Regions from separate parts of the Gossypium hirsutum genome. Here region 2 is linked to region 1. The links are chromatin contacts, called in public Hi-C maps. All regions are on one chromosome and are shown on one strand. Each heading gives the region's core, a stretch centred on a gene start, on an enhancer-like site or on the middle of the called end of the contact. The rest is flanking DNA. Distances are from core to core; before and after follow the strand shown.

Evidence for each region. Hi-C and Micro-C count contacts between places; a contact is called where the count stands out from the background.
Region 2: a contact with region 1 is called in a Hi-C map of leaf, with 2.6 times the contacts expected there. The contact joins two enhancer-like sites. A contact is called at or near these places in 7 of 34 Hi-C or Micro-C datasets (anther, callus, leaf and 1 more).

Annotation. Positions count from the first base shown.
Region 1 is chrA01:21,508,066-21,515,545 of Gossypium_hirsutum_v2.1, reverse strand. No RefSeq gene overlaps it. Among protein-coding and RNA genes, the nearest start is that of LOC121204710, 5.9 kb to the right of the region's middle. Within about 2 kb of position 2,720, at least 6 of the 9 cell types and tissues checked have an H3K27ac peak or open chromatin away from gene starts, as enhancers often do. A contact at or near this core is called in leaf, where this site is marked.
Region 2 is chrA01:21,563,363-21,570,842 of Gossypium_hirsutum_v2.1, reverse strand. No RefSeq gene overlaps it. Among protein-coding and RNA genes, the nearest start is that of LOC107916795, 22 kb to the left of the region's middle. Within about 2 kb of position 4,487, at least 9 of the 9 cell types and tissues checked have an H3K27ac peak or open chromatin away from gene starts, as enhancers often do. A contact at or near this core is called in leaf, where this site is marked.

The sequences.
Region 1 (7,480 bases), core at 1,471-3,970:
TATTTTTTACGGGATGTATAAATATATAAGTGAATTTATCATGTGATTAATGGTTAAACTTTGAAAAAAAGAAATGTGATTGATGTACAATAATTTGATTTGAGATTTTTAAGAAAACCAAACCGAATCCAATGGGAAATGTTTTGGTTTGCTAAAAAACTGGATGATTTATTTTTTAAAATTTACTTTAATATCATACTGTATGAAATTCAATAAAAACCAAACCAAATCAGATTCAACCGAAAGTTGGTATTCGATTTTCTTATGTTTTTCAACCCTACCAGTAACAGTAAAAGTGGGGATGAAAACTGGTGAAATGATGGTTCTGAATTTCCATCATTATAACTGCCAAAATACATTCGGATGATTTAGTGAGTTGGGCCCATTTTTGTTTACTAGCTACTTAGATTGCTAACATAATTGTTTAATAATGATTTTATAATTTATTATTTGAAAATTTGTTTATATTTTGTTAACAATTTTTAGAATTTTTATTAAATTTTATTTATCTTTATATCTAAAAATAATTTAATTATATTTTAAGTTTTTTTTATTTTTTAGAGTTATTATTGGAAAAATGTTAAAAATATTATTTTAACTATATTTCAAGATTCAAATTAATTATTAATCCTTTGAATTAATGTGAAACATCTTTCTCTTTAATGGAAAGTGACTAAAATATAACAATTTAATTACGTTAATGACTATTATAAATTTAAACAAAATTTATTGAATATAGGTGTAGTAAGTATTTCAAAGTGTTTTTTTTAAACCCTTTGTGTTAATCTGCTGGTTAGGGTATTTATCGCTCAAAGTATGGTCTAAATTCGAGTTGTGTTAATCGTGTTGCTGTTAAAACCTTACCCCTGTTCACCGAAAAATTCTTTTTCAGATTTTTCTAAAATGTTAGAAGTTACAGTTTATCAAAAAAAGATGTTCATAAATTTCCAGGTCAAAAACTCAAGTATTTATATTTGTTCAGTAATTTGTAAAAATTATAGATTTAATTCATTTTTTTAATTTGACATGTTTCTTTAAATTTTAACTTAAAAAGCTGGTTGAAATAAATTAGTAATATTGTATTATATTTATAGTTGTAAATTTAATCAATATTCTTCAATTGAATCATTTTAAGTTTTTTTATTTTTCGAATTTTAAAATTTTAGTTTTGACACAAATAAAAATTATTATTCCATATTAACTTTATATTATTGCATCATATTTTAAAAAAATAACAAAACTTAATGAATTTAACCTTGGTGAATGTAAATTTAATCAATCCCAAGCACAGTTTTGTCATCTTGTAGTTACTAATAAGTCTAGGTTTTTGTTTTTAATGGAAACTTTGTTTTCTTCAGCGAAAATGGAAGAAATAAAGGCTAATCTTCGTTTTGGTAATTGTTTCTGTGTAGGTAGGGTTGGTCGTATTTGAGGTTTGGCATTTCTTTGGCACTCTTCTGATAATGCTCGTATTATTGGTTACTCAAACAATCATGTTGATGTTTTAATTGAAGAACTTGATCATCCTAAATGGCGCTTTGCTGGATTTTACGGCCTTTCGGAATCATCTCGCAAGTTAGCAAGTTGGAATCTTTTGAGAACTTCAGCAAATGCGTCTAATTACCCGTGAATTTGCATGGGGGATTTCAATAATCTATTGTCAATCAATGATAAGTTTGGTGGAGCGGATTATCCAACTCAGTGGTTAGATGGTTTTCGTTAGTGTATTTCGGATGGTCAACTTAGTGAGGTTCCTCTATCTGGATTTAGGTTTTCTTGAAAGAGAGGGAGGAGCAGAAACTTGTTTGTAATGGAGAGATTGGACCGAGCTTTCTTGAATTCTGGTTGGATTGATTTGTTTCCTAGGCACCCATTGTTTAATCTTGTCATGTCTTATTCGGATCATAGCCCCAATTAAGTTGGTGGTGGATGTATCTTTTCATGGTCGCGGTTTCGAAGTTTCGGTTTGAGAATTCATGGCTGTCTAAGGAGACGTGGGAAAGCAACATGGGAAAGAAAATACTAGATTTTCCATGCACAGGCTTCCAAAGAGGAGATGTGGTAATTATATCCCAATGTTGTTAGATTCTGATGGGAGGCCATGTACTGATCATAACGGGATATGCTCTATTGTTCATCATTACTTCGTTAATCTTTTTTCTATTTCTAGCGGCTTTGGCTTTGCTAAGTTTGATGCTTTGCAGCTTTGTGTGACAAATGAGGATAATGTTCAGCTTATGGCGTCATTCAACATTCATGAACTTAGAGATACTGTGTTTAGTATGCACTCGGACAAGGCGTCGGGTTTTGACGGTATAAGTCTGGCTTTTATTCAATAGTGTTGATAGACTATTGGGGATGATATCTTCACTTAATGTTGTTCTTGGCTTCAGAATTGTGAGTTTCTCAATTCTCTAAATAATATAATTTTGGTGATGATTCCTAAGAAAGACAAACCGACCTATATGATTGATTTACGCCGAATTTCCCTGTGTAATGTATAAGATAGTTGCTAAGGTCCTTGCAAACAGATTGAAGGTTATTCTACCAAGAATCATCTCTAAGATGCAATCGACTTTGTTCCAGGTCGTTTAATCACTGACAATGTCATGGTGGTTTTTGAGTTGATCCATCATATGAGGAACAAGAGTAGAGGAAATAAAGGCGAGGTTGCGCTTAAGCTCGATGTTAGCAAGGCCCATGATAGGGTCTATTGGGGCTTCCTAAAATATATTCTACTTAATTTGGATTTCAGTGTGGAATGGGTTAAATTGATTATGCTCTGTGTCACAACAGTCCAATACTCGATTTCTTTCAATGGTAGCGAGGTTGGTCCAATTCTACCGCATAGAGGACCGGGACAAGGTGATCCTCTTTCCCCTTATTTTTGTATTATTTGTACAGAGGGTCTTAGTTATCTTCTTCTAGGGTCAAAGCGAGGGGTGATATTCATGGTGTTTCTATTTTTCGAAAGGGTCCGAGCATATCTCATATGTTTCTCGCGGATGATATTTTTTTTCAGGCGACAGAGTGGGAGGCCTGTAATATTAAGGATATTCTCTGTTAGTACAAGGAAGCATCGGGGTAAGCAGTTAATTTTCATAAGTCTATGATCATGTTCAGCTCTAATGTTGTATCTAGTGTTTGGGCATTGCTTTGTTCGATTTTGAGGGTTTTGGTGCCTTTGAACCATGAACGATACCTTGGACATCCTTCTTTTGTGGGGAGAAATACGAGTCAAGTTTTCACGTTTATTAAGGAGAAGCTTTGTAAGTGTATTTTTAGCTGTAAGAACAGTTTTCTGTCTAAGCTAGGCAAGGAGGTAGTTATCAAGAATGTGGCCCAAGCATGGCCGGTGTTTTGTGTGGGCTTTTTTTTACACCAGTTACCATGAGTGACACTTCACAAAGAATTATGATTCTTTTTGGTGGAGAGCGGATGGGTCAGACAATAGGAAACTTCATTGGGCTTCATGGGATAAGTTATGTGTGCCAAAAAAGGGTGGTGGTATGGGCTTTCATAATTTGCGTTGTTTTAATCTTGCTTTACTTGGGAAGCAGGAGTGGTGGTGCCTTCTTTCGAATCTGAATTCTTTGTCAAGCCATTATTTCAAAGCTAAGTATTTCCCTTACTGTTTTTTTATTGAAGCGTCAGAGGGCAGAAACCCATCATATGTTTGGCGAAGTATTTGTGCAGAAAAGGGACTTGTTAACAGGGGATCTCGATGGAGAGTGGGGACGGAGTGACTATTGAAGTTTTTAATGATCATTGACTATGTGAGAATAGCGGTTTTTTTGTCCAATTGATGCCACTACCTGACATGGACTTGAAAGTGAAGGAGCTATTTAATAGTGGTAGACTGACTTGGGAGGAGGAGTTTATCATTGGTATCCTTACACCTGATTCAGCTCGAATTATGAAGTTTCCTGTCAACCTAGTGAAGTCGCCGAATTGTATGGTATGGCATTTCAACACCGATGGGAAGTATAGTATCAAGATTGGCTATAGAGTTGCGCTTCAAGATGTTTTTGATGTTTAACTTAATATGATTAAGGGGTCTTGCTTGAAAATTTGGAACAATTTCATACCCTTGAAAGTACGTGAGTTTGCATGGCGATGCATGAGACAGTTTGTTACATACAGGGAATGACTTCCTGCTAAAGATTTAAATGTTATCCCAAACTATTATAGATGTGGGTCATTAGAAAATATGGAGCACATTCCTTTTTATTGTACTAAAGCCTAAGAAGTGTGACAGCTTGCTGGCCTACAGGCTCCTTTTTTGTGTAGGGATTTTATCATGGCTTGTGTCAATTTACAGGACGAGGCGAGGAAGGATCGATCACTTACTCTAATCTGATTCATTTGGTTCTGTCGCAACCTTTGTACGTGGCGACAGAAAGATGTCTCAGTTGCTCATATTGTGTACTCAGCTGCAAGCCTGCAACATTTTCACAGTATTGGTATGAGACTCGTCAGATTTTTGGTAATACTTGAGTACCGAGAAATCTAACCATTCTCGAGGTTGTTCGATGGTCTAAACCCCAGTGAGGCTAACTGAAGTGTAATGTAGGTGCTGCAACTTTTTCAAATTCAGATTCGATGTCTTTAGCTGCTGTTCTTAGAAATGATACTAGTCAGTTTGTTATGGCCTATTCCAGTTATGTGACCACGACTATGGAGCCCCATTTTGGTGAAGCGTTGGCCATTCAGAAGGTTCTATCATGGCTCAAAGGTTTACGACTTGATTAGACTATCATTGTGAAGAAATATTGGTAATCTAATGAATAAATTCCATTCATGTAGTTAGACTTCAAAACTTGTTTCTGTACATTTGGAAAATAGTATTTATAGACTTAGTTAACAGACTTAGCTAACAAACTTAGCTAACAAACTTGCTAACAAACTTAACTACTCATAACAGCTTGACTAACAACTTAGCTAAGCTAACACTAATATCCTTAACATTCATCCATCTTCTCCAGAGGTAAGACCCGAAGAAATTTTCAAAATCGAGTAAACAATAGCACCGAAAGTGGCTTGGTAAGAACATCCGCAATCTGATTACACGCAGATACCTCACCAACCATAATGGAGCCCTCAGCAACCTTTTCACGAACAAAAAATAGATCGAGCTCAACGTATTTGAATTTTGAATGTAACACAAGATTGGCCGCAACTATAACTGCACTGGAGCTATCACACCAAATATGAGGAGTATCATCAAACATAACCTGGAACTCTGTAAGTAACGACAGTAACCAAGTAACATCACTAGTGGCTGCAGCAAGACTCCTATATTCAGCTTCAGCTGTGGACCGGGAAACCACCTGCTATTTCTTGGAACACCAAGACACGGGAGTGTGACCAAGAAAGATGCAATAGCCGAAGGTGGAGCACCGATCATCAAAATCCAACCCTAGTTGGCATCAACATACCCAACTAAAGATAACCAATCAAATGGGCGAAAAATAATTCCAAAATCAAGTGTACCGCATAAGTAATGTAAAATCCTCTTTAAAACAATTATACGAATAGTTGTAAGATTATGCATGAACTGACAGATCCTGTTTACCGCACCGCAATGTCGGGCCGAGTAAGAACAACATATTATAATGCACCAGCAAGACTCCTATACTCAATTGGATCCGTTAGAGGATCGCTATCATCTTTGGACATAATAGTCGAGCCAACTATTGGCGTATGAACACACCTCAATTGGTCATCGAAGTTCGGCCAAGAAGATCCCGTATATATTTTTTTTGACACAGATGAAGACATCCGGAGGAGGAGCGAGAAACTTCAATCTCAAGGAAATAATGGAGATCACCCATATCCTTAAGCGAGAATTCATTATTTAAAAAATAGAAGAAGACATGCTCCCAGTTATAATAATATCATTGACGTGCACAAGCACATAGAGTGTACCCGAATAAACAAAGACGCATCAGACTTCAAACCAACAAATCCAACCGAGATAAGAAATTGCTTCAGCTTTTCAAACTAGACACGAGGAGCCTGACGAATACCATACAACGCTTTCTTGAGACAACACACTAGAAGTTGTCCATCTGAACTATACTGAACATAACCTGGAGGTTGCTGCATCAACACTTCATTATCTAGATCACCATTTAAAAAAGTATTATTGACATCGACCTAATGAAGAGGCCATCTTCTGGAGACAGTAATGGACAAAATAACCCGGATAGTGGTAGGTTTCACCACCGGACTGAATGTTTCCTTGAAGTTGCACCCAGGAACTTGAGAACAACCTTTGGCAACTAACTGAGCCTTACGTCGATCAATAGTGCCATCAGGATTTTTCTTGACCTTGAAAAGCCATTTACATCCGATAACATTGCGATTTGGCATTAGCGGAATAAGCTCCCAGGTAGAGTTGCGAATAAGGGCATTATATTCAGCTTAAGCCGCAACACGCCACTCAGATGTAGAGAACGCTTCCTCAATCGTAGAAGGCTTTATAGCTTCAATATTCAAAACCTTCGGTTTAAAAATACCCGCCTTTGACCGAGTAATCATGGAATGAGCATTTGAAACAGACACATAGGGGAGTTCCGGGCCGAGAGGAATGGAATGAACATCAATAGTAGGTGTAAACGAAGATCCATCACCTCACTACCACCAATAAAGACTGGACTAGACAGCAGAGGTGCCTGTTCAAACGGAACCTCAACCGAAGGAGCAGTAGAGACATAAGGTAAAGAAAAGTAGCCATTGTCAGACATCAACCCCGTAGATTGAGGCGCAACCTTCTAAACCTGAAGAAATATTGGTAATCTAATGAAGAAATTCTATTCATATATTTAGACTTCAAAACTTGTTTCTGTACATTTGAAAAATAGTATTTATAGACTTAGTTAACAGACTTAGCTAACAAACTTAGCTAACAAACTTGCTAACAGACTTAGCTACTCATAACAACTTGACTAACAACTTAGCTAAGCTAACACTAATATCCTTAACATTCATCCATCTTCTCCAGATGTAAGACCCGAATAAATTTTTGAAATCGAGTAAACAACAGCACCAAAAATGGTTTGGTAAGAACATCCGCAATTTGAACACATGCCGTATCCCTAAAAAATACAAGACTGTGATTGAAAATCTAACTTATGCCGTTGAAATGGACGCAAGTACAGAAAGCAGCAACACCCAAAAATCGGTAAGTGATCATATGATGGATCTCATCCATAAAGGGCTTTGCTATATCAGAATAGGATCACCCATCCAGGCTAGATCCTTTTTATCGTCAATTCCTTTTCCAATGATCCATCGAATTCCATTCCATTCAACCGGGATTTATTTTCAATTTATATCGAGTATTATCAATATTTCATCAATTATCATGAATTGAACATTCAAATCATATTTTCATCACATAGCCACATATTTCAAGTATTTAAAAATACAATTCAAGTTACACAAACTTACCTCATTGCTTGTTTGTGTTTATAAT
Region 2 (7,480 bases), core at 3,238-5,737, 54 kb before region 1:
ACATGAAGATTTTAAAATAATGATTTTTTTAACAAAGTAAAATTATTAAAGTAATCTCAACACATAAAAAAATATTAAATGAATTCTCTTAAAAATAACGCATTGTATAGATAGAAAACTTAATTAAAATAAATTTAAAATAAAAGGGATAATTTATAAATAAAGTAAACTAATGGAATTAAAATAGGGACCAACGCGCAACATGTGCGAATTACAGGGACCAAAGCTGGAAATATTCTAGGTCTCAAAACGTTGCGTTGAAGCGTGGACCTAATTGACATCATGCGTAAATTATATGTATAAATTCTAAAAAATAAAGTAAAGCAAATAAGGTACAATTAAACAACAACGCGAAAGGGAGGACTAAACGCACAATTAACCCTCAAGGACCAAGTGCGCGGATCTCAACTTTGCACGGGTCGGGTCATCGGGTTTGAGGTTTCCAGACGGTGCCGTTTCAAAGCCATTGAGATTGGCTCAAAACAACGTCGCTCCCTATACTCCATACAAACAAAAGGAAACCCTAAAATGAACCCCTAATCATTTTTAAAAAAATCAAAACAAAAACTTAAGTTTCCTATTCCTCTCATGCGGCCGAATCAGATGGTTCTTTGCCCCGCCGCCTTTTTGCTTCCATATTTCGGTGAATCACACCATATGAAAGCATGGTTTGTCTTATTCGAAGACGCACTCGAAGGTTTTGCTGCCCTTAAGCCACAGAATCATCACTTATACTTCGATTATTGCGAAGCCAACAAGGATTCAAAAGTCAATACCAAGGTAAGTCCCTTTTTATTTTTTCTTATACCGTAAACAAAAACCAAGAAGAATGTCGAAACCATCCTTTTTTCAAAAATTTTAAAATTTTAAATTTAATGAAAATACAGGGGAATCGACTTTTTGAAAATGAAATATAGAGTCACCACCGATCTCTTGTTTTGATGTGATCGGATCACTTGAGGATTTGGTTATTTTAATAAAACAGTTTCAGTTTACTAAAACACCGATTATGGTCCACGAAAATTTTAGAAAACGGGACCGGGAGTCGGTTACATATGAGGAAGGGTTAGCACCCTCACTACGCCCAAAATTGGTACCAAATCGATTAAATACTGTCCTTATATCTAAAATTAAAAACGTTTTTGAAAGGTGGTTCTTTTTTGATAATGTTTGAATAACCCGAGTAGGTTGCCAAAAAATCTTCTTGTTTCGACATCTAAAAGTTTATAATTCGAGAATTAAAAAAGGATGCTCAACCATTTAGTCCAACGAAAAATTGAAACCCAGCACAGTAGGGTACGATTCCTCGAATTTCCAAGCATTGACCATTGCCTAACCTTATAAAATACGTGTGAAATCCCGAGGAGATATTCGATTATTTTGGACAAATGAAAAAGTGCAACCCAGCACGATAGGGCTCGATTCTCAAACCGTCAAACATCGAACATCGCCTTCATTTTGAAAGATTTTAGAAAATGTGAGTGAAATTCTGAAGGGATCTTCAATTGTTTCGAACCAATGAAAAAGCGCAACCCAGCACGATAGGGCACGATTCTCAAATCGCCAAACATTGAACATCGTCTTCGTTTTTAAGTTTTTTTTATAAACATGAATGAGAATATAAAGGAATGTTCGATCGTTTTGAGCAAACGAGAAATCACGACCCAGCACGATAGGGCATGATTCTCGAATTGTCAAACGCCGAATATTGCCTTCGTTTTAAATAATTTTTAGAAAATATGAATGAAATTTTGAAGGGATACTCGATTATTTTGAGCAAACGCGAAATTGCAACCCAACACGTTATGGCACAATTCCGCGAATTGCTAAATATCGAATCTCGTCTTCATTTTGAAGAACTTTAAAAGACATGAGTGAAAATTTTGAAGTAATATTCGATTATTTTGAGCAAACGCGAAATTGCAACCCAACACGTTAGGGCACGATTCCGCGAATTGCCAAACATCGAATCTCGTCTTCGTTTTGAAGAATTTTTGAATGAATGATTATAAAGCTAGCTTAAGACGTATTAATTCGATTTGAAATAAGACGAAATTAATCACGAAATTTTGGTTTTATAAAACCACATTTCAAAAATCAAGTGGAAAACGATGAATGGGGTAATATGTGCATTCATAAAAATACGACAATGGAAAAATGAAGGTAATACCATCAACTACAAGAACTTAAATGAATAAGCATAACTAGTTTGGAAATATAATTCAATTTCAACCATGCATGGAGAATAATTGATATAATAATACAATGACGAAAATGATAATATAACAATCACAAGCAAGATAATACATACAATAATATGCCACAACAATGTACATAGCATCATATAAGATAAATAGATCATAAAAGCTAGCATATGCTAGAATTCGAAATATTTTATAGAAACTAGGAATATGCATATACGCATAAAAATTTGAGTTAGATCATCAAACAAATAAAAAAAATAGAGTAAATAACATATAAACTTTAACATATAAATGAATTTCAAAAATAGTATTATATGAAGAATTTTGGAAAGAAAACTATACAAAACGATTTAAACCCGAAATTTATCGATTATTTATATTATACATGAATATAGTAGTGGATGTCAACATAAATTTTAAACCAATGGCATACATGTTAGAAAGTTTTAAGGTAAATAGATTATATGGGTTTAACCGCATAAAAATATTCAAAAGAATGTATATGAAATACTAATCATGTAATATGAAACTAGTGACTATACAAAAATAATTTGAAACAAGATTTGTTCATCTACAATAAATAATGTTCATGAAATAAAAAGCTTAATATAAACAACGTTTATACAAAAAGGATGATAATAATATAGGAAAACATTTGAAACGAACCAAAAATATATATAATATCAAAATTAGATTTAAAAGAAATAAAGAATATATATAAGTAAAAAAATAATTTAAATGATATGTAAAACATGTGTATCAAACATATTAAAATAACAAAAACATATGAGTTTAGTTATGTATAGAATAATATAGATATATATATATACCAACGTTCATGTATGATATTTAAGTAATAAATAAAACATGTAGTTTCCTTTTGAACAACTAATATATATAAATATGTGAAGAATTCAAAAACAGACATATGCATGAACTAATGTGACATTAATAATACACATGAAATAAAGCTAATTTTGTCATCAAATATGTATATATATACATATATAATAGTGCGAATGTAAAAACATTTGTAAAAAGGGGTATGCAAAAATGTGAAAATATGTGTACCAAAATTGCGATAAATAATTAAATAAAAAGATACATATGGTGTAACTTATACGAATAAATAAACACAAATAAAATAAAAAGAAAATTTAAATGAATCTAGAAAGAAGCCAAATTGAAGTCAAATTAAAAAAATAAGGAGGATAGTTTAAATAAAATAAACTGTAAAAAATGAAAAGGAAGGATTAGCGCGCAACAGGGGTGAATGTACAGGGGCCAAACCTGGAAATAATCCAGACCCCAAAACGCAGCGCATGTGCACGGACTAGAATGCAAACGCATACAAATTATAAGGGCCGAATTTAAAAGAAATAAATCTGAACTAAGCCTAATCGAACAACGATACGAAGGGAAGGGACCAATCTTGAAAATAACCTTTCACCGCGAAAACACGCGGGTCCTGAGGGTACCTGAGAATGGGTCGGGCCGGGTTCTCTATACGGTGTCGTTTTAAGGCTACAAACCATGCCTCAAACGGCACCGTTTCGCATCGCAGATTAAAAGAAGGCGAAGCCCCTGAAAACCCTAGACATTTCAGCTGAAAAACAGGGGGAGGGGGAACCCTAAAGGTTCTGCGCCGTTCGGCCATCCTTTCATCACTGCCACGACGAGTGATATCCTTCAGTACCCCCCTTTTCGCTCTTTCGTTCACTCCAGCATGGAGTTCATCGTTTTAAGCCCCGAAATCCCATCTCCGACTCCGATTTCAGCGAAGGAGACGAGGTCTTCGATGGCTCATATGCGAAGGTAGGGTTTCGCCCTTTTTCCTCTTCGATTCTTATGTTCAAAATGTGCAGTATGTAAAACTGGAGAAAAAGGAACGGATGGGAAAACGAAAAAGAACTAGAATCTGAGTCTCACCTTTCAATTTCTTTTGCGTTTTTGTATTTCAAAAATGTATTGATTGTGCGCGTAAAAAAATTACAATGAGCAGGGGCTTTGGCTTTATAGTCGATACAGAAATAAGAGATATTCAAAAAATAGAAATAGAAATTGAATACAAATTCTCTTTTTGCTGTTGTTTTCTTTTGTATGTATTTGCTGTTGTGGTTTGTTCTTTTGCAGGTACGGATGCTGTGCTGGCGTACGGAGGTGTGGCGTGGCGTACGAGGGTTGTGTGCTGGTCGTACGGTGTTGCAGGCTTGGCGTGGGCGGAGGCACTGGAGGGGCTCGGACGGCTGCGGCACAAGCAAACAGCTAGGGTTCTGTCCTGTTTTAGTGTTCTGGGTCTATCGGGCCTTGTAGATTCGGGTCAGGGTTTGTTACAAATTAGGGCTAGGGGTTATGTAACTGGGCTTATTATTGGACTGTTATAAACTTGGGTTTTAAATTTATTTATTTATTTTATATTATATATATATTTGGGTTTCTAGTGGGCCCGGGCAAATTTGCCCTCTACAAAGAACAAAGAAATAAAATCGAAAAAAAATGCTAGATCTAAGAATCACCTTTCCAAAATTGATTTCTAAATGCCTTTTCTCTGTATTCGATATTTATATGCCTATTTCAGTGTGCGTAAGATTTTCAAGTACAAACGATGGCTTTTTATAGCCCAAATTTACAGAATAAATGAAAAATAGAAATTATATTTTCCTGCTGCCATTTGCTGTGTATTCTGTTAGCTGCTTCTTCTTGTGTGTTCTATTGCAAGAATAGCCGTATAAAGACACGAACGGAGGAGGGCGCGAGGGACGATGGCGCACGTATGGTGCTAGAGACCGACTACTGGTTGCGGCGCCAGGGGAGATGGCTAGGGTTTCGGCTTCTGAAACCAAAGTTTCAGTCATTTGGGCCAATCTTGTAATTGGGTTGTATTTCAAATGGGTTGGGGTTTGGGTTGTTTGTTAATTGGGTTAGCTTATCAACCGGGCTAGGTGGTTTGGGTTTAATGGTTAGGTTAGGTTTTATTATTTGCAAAAGAGCTTGGACTTTGATTAATTTTGGGTCGTTTATTGTTTTTTATTTTGGTTTTTATATTTATTATCTTTGGTTTATAATAGGCCGGGCAAATTGGGCCTATTACACATTAATATCTCTTTTTAACCAAATAACACCTTGCAAAAAAATAAATTTAAAATTAAATTTGAATTAAATCAAAATCAATCAACAATAATAATAATAAGACCTAAAATAAATAAATTGTTTACTTAAATTAACATTAATTACTCAATTTATAATAAAAAAAATTTACCTGTTTTTCCCTTCTTCTTTTTTCTTTTTCCTTCCCTCCCTCTTCTTCTACTTCTCTTTTTTTTTTCTTTTTCCTTCCCTCACAGCGTCGCCTTATTCTCCTTCTTTCTTCCCGAAATGAACTATGGTCCCCAAACAAAGAAAAACCAAAACCCCTGTATGAGGAGTCTAATCGCCTGGTGCCGCCTCTGCCACCGACACTATTGGTGCTGCCTGTGGTAGGCCCACCACCAGTGTCGCCTGCAGCAGGGCCTCCACCTGTGCCGGCTGTCACCTTTTTCTGTTTTTTATTACATTTTTTTTAGCTTTTATGTTTTTTTTGCTATTTTTATTTTTATTTTTTTACTGTTGGTGGCAAAAAAACCAAGGTGGTCACACCACTGCCAGAGGCGGCACCACCTTGGATATACTATTTTAGTAAATAATTTTTTTGGGTACCATTTAGGTTTTTTTTTATATTATATTAGTAAAAAACCCTAAGAGTGCTCAATTGCACCGCACCTCAAATCTTCCAAACAAGAAACCAGTGTAGTGAAAAGGAATATTCACCCAATATTTCCATCTCACCATGGGTAAAATCCAATCCAAAGGAAGCCACATCTACGGAAATTTAAGCATTTTTATCGATCAAAAGATAGTAATGGAGTGTTTTGTTAGCACGAAGATGGGTAGAAATTCTTTGCATGATGATTTAAGGCCTTGAGGCGACAAAAAATCTATACGTTGTTTGGACAACATGACACCTCAAGACATTAATAGGATAAACATAACCTTAGAGTCCAAAACCTTAATACACATAATTTAGTAAGGATGGGTATTCGATTGAGTAGAGTCGAATCGAGTCAAAAAATTTTGAGTTAGTCGAGTTGATGAATCCTATTTTAGCAATCGAACTCGATTTGAATTTTTTTCGAATCGAGTCAAAAAAATTTCGAGTGGAATCAAGTCAAATTAACGAATCTTATTATTTATTCTCATTATTCTGTTTACATGGACCAATTATTTTACTAGTAGACAAAATACAAGCTTTTAGATTAATTTTGATTAAAGGAAAAAAAAGAAGAGTGGGACGATTCGGGAAGGAAAGTAAGACTAATGGGTAAACATTTATCAAAACAACATATTTTTACCTTTTAACTTGATAGTTTTGATTTTTAATTTTAAAAAAGGTAAACATTTATCAAGACGGCGTAATTTTGCCCTTTTTATTTGGATTTTCAGATAACTCGAATTAGGGGTGAGCGTTTGATTGAATCGAGTGAAACCATTTGAGTTAAATTAGAAAAATTAATAATGTTAAATTAAAATCTTGTACAATATAACTATTTCCAATGTAGAACACAAAAATTTGAAACACTATATATTTGAAAACTTTTTTAAAGCAAAATAATAATAAAAATAAGATATTTTAGTATGATAAACTTGAATCATTAATCACTTATTTAGATTCCAAAATTATTATTTTATTAAATTTTGTATAAATTTTTTTAGATTTTTTTTAAAATTTATAATTTTTGAATTTTAGAATTTCTATAAATATTTAGAATTTTAAAAATTATTTTCAAAATTTGAAAATTACTTTGATTTTTTTTGTAATTTTTGTTAAGAGAGAGACCAATTTGCTCATTTTCAAAATTGACAAGGACCAAAACAGTATTTATACTAATCTGTTATTGAAATTATTCAAGTTATTCGAATTGTAAAAATTCAACTTGACTTGAACTCGAAATCCAAAATTTCTTATTCGAGTTTTCTCGAATAATTCAAATAACTAGATTCGAATAACTCAAAATTTAAATTTTTATTTTTATTTTTTCAAATCAAATCGAATTTTGCTTACCCCTATAATTTAGCATTGGGTCTCGAGACAAGAAGCTTTATGTTTCGAGATAGGCCATTCATAATTTTAGGTATTTTTTGCTTCAATGTGGATATGTCTCAAGACCTTTCGAGACCTTAGAGTCCTTATCTCGAGACTAGACTCAAGACGGCCTCTCCTGTTTTTTTAATTAAGCTTC